Linked DNA regions of Hordeum vulgare: region 2 is linked to region 1. The links are chromatin contacts, called in public Hi-C maps. All regions are on one chromosome and are shown on one strand. Each heading gives the region's core, a stretch centred on a gene start, on an enhancer-like site or on the middle of the called end of the contact. The rest is flanking DNA. Distances are from core to core; before and after follow the strand shown. Region 1 holds the start of LOC123447973 (calcium-dependent protein kinase 24). Region 2 holds the start of LOC123447975 (integrator complex subunit 3 homolog).

Evidence for each region. Hi-C and Micro-C count contacts between places; a contact is called where the count stands out from the background.
Region 2: a contact with region 1 is called in a Hi-C map of leaf, with 3 times the contacts expected there. The contact joins the promoter of LOC123447975 here to the promoter of LOC123447973 in region 1. A contact is called at or near these places in 2 of 6 Hi-C or Micro-C datasets (leaf and seedling) and 1 of 1 datasets of contacts at active chromatin or transcription factors (embryo).

The regions. Positions count from the first base shown.
Region 1 is chr4H:89,925,913-89,929,705 of MorexV3_pseudomolecules_assembly, reverse strand. It overlaps LOC123447973 (calcium-dependent protein kinase 24), which reads right to left and starts at 1,325. Exons shown (of 9, transcript XM_045124725.1): 1 at 1,099-1,325; 2 at 819-912; 3 at 73-739. The coding sequence starts at 685.
Region 2 is chr4H:90,092,560-90,096,753 of MorexV3_pseudomolecules_assembly, reverse strand. It overlaps LOC123447975 (integrator complex subunit 3 homolog), which reads right to left and starts at 2,740. Exons shown (of 1, transcript XM_045124727.1): 1 at 550-2,740. The coding sequence starts at 2,337. The coding sequence ends at 1,609.

The DNA.
Region 1 (3,793 bases), core at 76-2,575:
GGTCAACACAGTACTACATATGAAAAAACAAAGTACCAGACATGTGTAAATCAATAGAAGCATAGTACATACCAGGCTTGTAGAACATGGATAGCCCAAAATCGGTGGTCTTGAGCGGGGCGTCCTCGGCAGTGCTGGCAAACAGGAAATTCTCCGGCTTGAGGTCCCGGTGCATGACGCCGAGCGAGTGGCATGCCTCCACGACCCCAACTATGGTCCTGATGAGCTGCGCTGCGGCACGCTCGGTGTAGTGCCCCTTGGCCACGATGCGGTCGAAGAGCTCACCGCCCGCGCAGAGCTCCATGACAATGTGCACGAAGAGCGCGTCCTCGTAGGCGCCACGGATGCGGACGACGTTGGGGTGCTCGGAGAGGTGGTGCATGATCTGGATCTCGCGCCAGACGTCCTCGTAGTCCTCGCGGCACAGCAGCTTGCGCTTGGGGATGGACTTGCACGCGAACTCGCCGCCGTCCTCCTTGGCCACGCACAGGTAGGTGGTGCCGAACTGCCCCTGCCCCAGCTTCTTCCCGATGCGGTAGTGGTCCCGCACGTTGGCCGTCTTGTGCGGCAGCACGGACGCCGGCCGGCCGGATGGCGCGGGCGCGGCGGCCACCGGCGGCGGCAGCTTCGGCCTCGGATTCGCGCCGCCGCCGCCGGCAGCGTTGCCGCTCGCGTCCGGCTGCATTGGCGAGTCCTTGGCGCGCGCCCTGGATCAAGAACGGCACGGAGGCCGCGAAACCTTGAATCAAGAAACGTCGAGGGGTCAGGAAACCGGGGATGCGATCAAGAACCGGTCAAAAAAGGGGGAGCTCGCTCACCTCCGATGGGGATTCCTGCGGATTGCGACGGAGGAAAACGCAGAAAGCTCGGGATCTCGGAGTGGGGCTCTGCAGATTCTTGGGCTTTCCAACCCTGTCGACGAGATTGTGAGGCGAGAAAAAGGAGCTTTATGGGAGGTTTATGGCCAGAGCGTGAAGCAAGAAATAAAAGGGCGAAGAAATCTTGCTCTCACTTTCTCAGGTGTCACATGGGGAAGATGCAACCTCGCCCAAGAATGAGGAAAAAAAGGAAGAACTGGGGGAAAAGATTGGCACAAACCTCTTTATCCTGCGTGGAGCTACTGCAAGTTGGAGGAGTCGGGTCGCACAAAAGGACAGGATCTTGGTGGCTCGCCCATTTTTTATACGAGTTCTCTGGGGTAGGGGGGAGGGGATGGGATGATGACGACGACGACGACGACGACCAGGACGACGGTAATCTCTTGGTTTTTCTTTTGGGGTTGGAAATGGTAAAAGGGGTTGGTGAAGAGGGGGAATGGGGGAAGGAGAATGCCGAGCAGGATTGTTAGGTCGGGTCGGGTCGTACCACGACTCCACGGGGTTTTCAGGAAGGAGGGAGGAAGGAACCAAGAACCCCTCCTCCATTATTTTACTTCTTCAATAAATAAACACAGTATGGCTTTTTTCTCCGCAAAATGTTCATTATCGGATATTCCCTACTAAGGCCATGTTTAAACCAGAATAGATTACGATAATCTGAATTATGAAGATAGACTATATAATCAGATTTATAAAAATAATCTAGATTGACATGTTTGAAGATTAGATTATATAATATGTAATTCAGGTTTTCACGTTACATAATGACTTGTGTGTCTTGCGCGCGCTGAGAAGAAAAAAGGAGGAGGGTGGCGATGGCAGAAATTAGTAATTGTCCTTAACTTTACAAGGATAATGAATCATTAGCAATTCATAATCCCGTTTTATCTATCCATCTAGTTTTATAATTTATATATAATCTATCCTATTTGGAGACAGTATAGATTATAAAAAATAAATTATCATAATCTGAGTGGTTCCAAACATGACCTAGTGGGTAGAATTTTACTCTTATAGGTTCATTAAGGCACCCTCACGCGTAACCACCTAGACCGCACTGTCGGACGTGTTCATCATCCAACGCGGTCGTGTATCAATCCGTTGACCGGACTGAACACACTTTTTGCGTAAAGCGGAGACAAAGTGGGGGGGGGGGGTGCGGACGCCCGGGCCTCTACCACGTCCGCTCTTGACTAACCTGACCCACCCAAAACTCTTCACCCGCGTCCGCGCACGTTCCTACCCATTAACGAAACAACGATGCCGTCGGACGCAGACGCGACATCACACATGCGGGTGTTGGCGGCGTTGGCGGTCGAGGATGAGAACTCCGCCAGCTACGCGTCTTACGCGACACCATCCAACTTTCGAGGGAGGCGCATGTGGCACGTGGACAGTGATTGCTCGTCCACGTCCATCATCGACCTCACGTTCACCGGCACCGGCGACGGATAGATCGTGGGCTCCTTCGAGGATGAGTAGGGTATGGGAGGCGGCAAGGCCTAGCGACCCATGTAGGTCGGTCTGTCTCCCATGTCCTACTCTTTCTTACCAAAGACAACGCCTTCACTTCACGTGCCTTGAAACCCGCTAGCGCTCATGCAGACAGCAGATGGAGGATGCGGTCGCCGATGCGGCCATATGATAGGATTAGGTCTGGTCGCTCTTTTTTTAATGAAAATAAGTTTGAATTGTAATGAATGTGCTCTTGTTTATATGAAAATCAGTCAGTTTGGGTGAATTACTTGTTAGGGAACGAAGCATGGAAAACAAAAAAATCCTACGAACAGCCAAGATGTAATCTAGGAAATGGATATCAATGAGAGGGGAGAGTGTGTCTACGTACCCTTGTAGAGCGTTAAGCGGGAGCGTATATAACGCGCTTGATGTAGTCATACTCGTTAAGATCCAATCGCAATCCGATCAGATCTAGCGCTGAACGGGCGACACATCCGCATTCAGCACACGTGCGATTCGATGACGTCTCCACCTTGTTGATCCAGCAAGTGAGGGCGGAGTAGTAGATGGGATCACCGACGACGCGGTGATGTGTCGGCGATGGTGGTGGTGCTATTCCGGCAGGGCTTCACTGAGCACTACCGGATACATGAACGATGGAGAAAACGAAGTAGCGGGAGAGGGAGGGCTGTGGCAAGAGCTTGGGGTCCAGCTACCCTCCCTCAACCCTGCTATATATAGGGGCAAGGGGAGGGGGTCCCGGCCTTAGCCCCTCCACCAAGGAAGAGGGCGACGGCCCTAGGGTGGAGTAGCCCCCAAGCAAGGGGGCTGATACGTCCATTTTGCATCATGCTTTCATGTTGATGTTTATCGCTTTTTGGGCTGTTATTACACTTCACGGTACAATACGTATGCCTTTTCTCTCTTATTTTGCAAGGTTTACATGAAGAGGGAGAATGCCGGCAGTTGGAATTCTAGCCTGAAAAAGGAGCAAGTTTGAGATACCTATTCTGCGCAACTCCAAAAGCCGTGAAAATCAACGAGGATTTATTTTGGATTTTATAAAAAATGTTGGGCCGAAGAAGTACCAGAGGGGCGCCAACAGGAGTCCACAAACCTGCTAAGCGCGACCTCCCCCTAGCCACGCCTAGGGGGCTTGTGGGCTCCCAGCTGGCCCTCTAGCTCCCCTCTTTTGCTACAAGAAGGGTTTCGTTCCAAAAAAATAAAGAGGAGGCTTTCGGGAGGAATCGCCGCCGCCACGAGGCGGAACTTGAGCAGAACCAATCTAGAGCTCCGGCAGGACGATCCTGCCGGGGAAACTTCCCTCCCGGAGGGGGAAATCGTCGCCATCGTCATCACCAACACTCCTCTCGTCGGAGGGGGCTCATCACCATCAACATCTTCATCAGCACCATCTCATCTCCAAACCCTAGTTCATCTCTTGTAACCAATCTCCG
Region 2 (4,194 bases), core at 1,491-3,990, 170 kb before region 1:
GGTCCATAAATATTGTCTGAATGTTCTTGGCCTTGGGGATGGTCTTGGCAGATGAAACGTTCTGGGATTCTGTGGGTGCATTTCACCAAGGGTTATCGCCCATAAGCGTCTTCTGACGGTCGAGATGCCCTGATATATTGCATCCATGGATTTTTTCCAGTAACCATTGATTCCATGGAATAAATCACTTTTCTCAGTCAGTCTTTTGGTGATAACAACCTGAGCTGTGGTCTGTGTGGCACACCATTCTTTGTTCTGGCTCTGAGACAGAGTGCTGCTTCTCCTTGTGCCCCAGTGCCTGGCTGCAGAAAACACATCCACCATCAACATGACACTCCCTGCCAAGGATGCCATCAAGAGGATACCAACCATGTAACAATCTTGTATGTAAACCCCATGAATCTTGATATGATGCTTTCATTTAGGAAGAAATGAGCTTTCCCAAGCCTTAATAAAATATCTGAATTAAAATGCCATATGGTATTCAATATCAGAATGCATTAGTAGGAACTAGGAAGTGTCACAATGGCTAGGAGAAAACCAGAGAAATAAGGATACAAATATGCATATTTTCCAGACTCGAGGTGTTCGATAAAAGTTTAAAGCGTAAATCAGAAAAGGAATTTGGCACCTTTGTCTACTCACCAAAAACATTAACATCAGAGAGCGAGTTGGTATGTGGAGCCTACTGCCCTCAATGAAAGGACAAGACACTAAATACGATGAAAGGGATTTTACTACTGAATAACAAAAACCGGTAATTACAAATAGTTTACAAGTACATAAGGTTGGCCTACTTAGATCAGATAATGTCCTATAACTCGAAATACATCCATAAAGACTCCCCATGGTGTATGTGACTTCTCCCATGAGGTGTATAAGCATGCCTGAATAAAAACACTCGCTATCACAAGCTTGATTTGCATGATGTCTGTGCTGCACATGCCACCAGGTCTTAAGTCTGATCACATCATTCAATCCATATATTGTGTATTTATCTCAGAATTGTCAAAAGGGCCATGAGGCTTCTTTCATCAGTTCAAGCAGATGATGAGTTTGTGAGACAGTTGTTACTTTGCTGCCAGCACTTCAGTTCATCACATTTGAAGTTAAATTGTAATGAATCACAAGAAGCGGTCTACCCTTCAGTTAAATTCATGCTATGCTTCAGATGAACATAAGTGTTCCGCATATCAATCAGAGATACTATATGTTGAGAAACTCTTGAGTTTTAGTTATCAACCAGCAGAAATCAAAAATCAAAGCTTCCTGCTCATGATCTGCATGTACTGTGGCGTTATCAGCATTAATTGGACGGAATTGAATTGACTTCTAGTGTAGTTCGAATCGAAGAGTAGCCTTTGATTGGACATATTCTGTGGATATTGGTGAGGACCAGGTTTATAGGTCCAAGGGCAAGCTGATGATGAGCCCACACTCCAAATTCCTTTTTCTTGCTCAAGGATGCCTTCACCTGAATTGCTTGTAAATTGGTGTGGTCTTGTAGACCCTCTCTGTATGCCTTCTCAGATCATTCACAAGGTGGAATTATTGGTGGATTGGTGCTGACTGCAGTTCATTCATTCAGGAAATAGAAGGTTGTGGCATCTAGATTGAGCAAACTCTCTTCTTCAATTCTGCTGGTTTAGAAACCTCACTAACCGGTTTCAAGCAAGCTTCTACAGCTTCTACAGGACTGGTACTAGATAAAAATGCCACAAGCTTCTGCCTAAGCAATGGTGATAGCTTCTCGCAGCATGTCAACAACTCCAATGATGGGAGCACTCCTTTTTTCACCAGCACTGTAAATGCACACCTCACACACTGCTCGATGGCCTCCTTCCTCCGCACCTCATAGTGCTCAATCAGAAGAAATAAGAACTCAAGTAGCATGTTTGTGATATCTACATACTGAGATATTGAGTTCAACATCAGAAGCATTGCGGGCTCAATGTTCATGACGTTACCCTTGGTCTCATCAAAAAACAGCCAGTCATAGAAGAGCGCCAACTTGGCATTCGCTACAATGTATCCCTTGCTGCAACTAGTCAGCAACCAACCAATGACAGCCCAGCGAGCAATAACACCGGACTGTATAACCTCATTGGTCGGGTGGTACCCGCAGCATATGAAGCGGACAATGTCCGGTATCCTCTCCTCCCCTCCAGGCACCATCAAATGCTTCCTCGCAAACCACAGCTGGTACCTCTTCTGGCTTCCCCACTTCACATTGTTCATCAAGAAGAGCAGTTGCGTCTCCATCTCAGGCGAGATAGACAAGGTGGTGCACCAACCTGGAGTGGCAAACCGGCAGATATCAACAGTGCGGGCCAGCATCAAGTCTTTCCATAGTCCCTGGAACTCCGGCACGAGCACCAGTTCATGGAGCGACCGCGCGAGGTCCCTCCCGATCAGCGTGCACACCTGCAAGTGATCCCGCAGCACCGAGACACAGAAGGATATCAGCTTATCTACGCACTCTTCGAGGTTCTTCGCGTTCTTGCACTCGTCGCAGTTGCTGCACTCGGCGCTCCTGGGAAACGGGGCGAGGCGGTTCCTGGCGAGGAGGCGGAGGAACGCAAAGACGGCGGAGGCGATGAGCTGGGGCTCCTCGGCGGCGAGGAAGGAGGAATGCTCGCGGATGAGGTCGAGGAGGCGGGCGTCTCCGGGGAAGGGCACGCGGCGGAGCAGGGAGAGGAGTAGGGACGCGAACCCCGGCGCGGCCGCGCGGGTGAGCTCGGCGGCGGCGAGGAGTAGGCGGGTGCGTGGGTGGGGGAGGAGGAGGGGGAAGGGGAGCAAGAGGAGGGCAGAGGCAAATGAGTGGTAGAAGGCGGGGAAGCGGCCCCCAGCGGCGTGGAGGAGGAGGAGGAGGCGGCGCGGGAGAGGGGGCGGGTGGGTGAGGAAGGAGAAGGCTAGAGCGTGGGGGAGGTGCGGGGAGGAGAGATCGGAGGGGGATGGGTCCGGGAGGAGGAGGTGCGCCGAGAAGAGAGGATGCTCCGGGGAGGAGGTCGACGTGGGGGGTGGACTGTGGTCGCCGCCGGCGAGCAGCCGTGGTGGCGGCGGCGTCATTGCGGGAGGCCCGAGGGTGAAAAGAGGTTTTTTTTTAGGATGGATCCCTTTCTTCATTAGGTTCCTATACAATACACGCATGAACGGTCCCAAATTTCTTAGTGGGCTGGGCTCCAGGACACAAATTTGTTAGTGGGCTGGGCTCCAGCTCTTATAAGTTATAAGGGAGAGGCAAAATTTGCTCCAAGAAAAAGAAAACACGGTACCCTCGAAAGAAAAAGGAAAAAAAAGGGGGGGGAGAGGCGATGCGGCGGCAGCGGCCATGGCGATATGGGTGAGGGAGGAGGATCTACGGGTAATCCTGATGCATGCCATGTTCACCGCGAAGAGCATCCGAGGCCAGCGCGACCGTCTCCTGCACCACCAGCACGTCCAGCTGCAGCGGATCCCAGGCGCCACCCCAGAGGACCGCGTCGGGATGCTCGGGGCGAATAGCTCCCATGCGACGTCGTTGAGTTGAATTATCTCTCATGCGACGTCGTTGGTTGTAATGGCTCTCATGCGACATCTCCCACCACAGAAATAGCTCAAGCAACACAACCCGTTTACGGGGCTAACTGGATGTTAGTTAGGCTGAGATTTGGTTAGGAATGTGCTCTGACTGGTGGGGTCCACCTAGGGCCACGTCGTCAAGAGTCAACCGTCCACTACTCGACCAATGACTGTGTGACCATACTCGACTTGACCGTGCAGGACTGGGCGAGCGGCACCGTCGTGTGCATCTTCTCCGGCAGAGGCGGCAGTTTCTTCTCCGCGGTGGTGGAGCGCCTTTCTCGGCAGCGGCAGAGCTATTGCGAGTGAGTATTTTCGAAACCCTAGTCCCATTCCCCAAAATTTTGGATAGATCTATGGTCTCATGCTCTGTTTCTTGGCGATTTAGAATCTCGATTGGATAGGAGCGCGGGGGCTGAATTAGATGGAGCGAGGAGACAGTGCTTCAAATCGGTAATGCTGCCCCTCCCTCTTTTCTCTTTTAGTTGTTATCAAACTCGATTTGGTAGTGAGTGTAGCTTACACTACCGCTGCCCGCCATTGACAAAACAGGGGAGGTTCTGGTTCTGCCACCACATTCGCAATTATAGTGGATTTTTTTCCCTGTAAAGCCAAGCTCAGTGATGGCAGTGT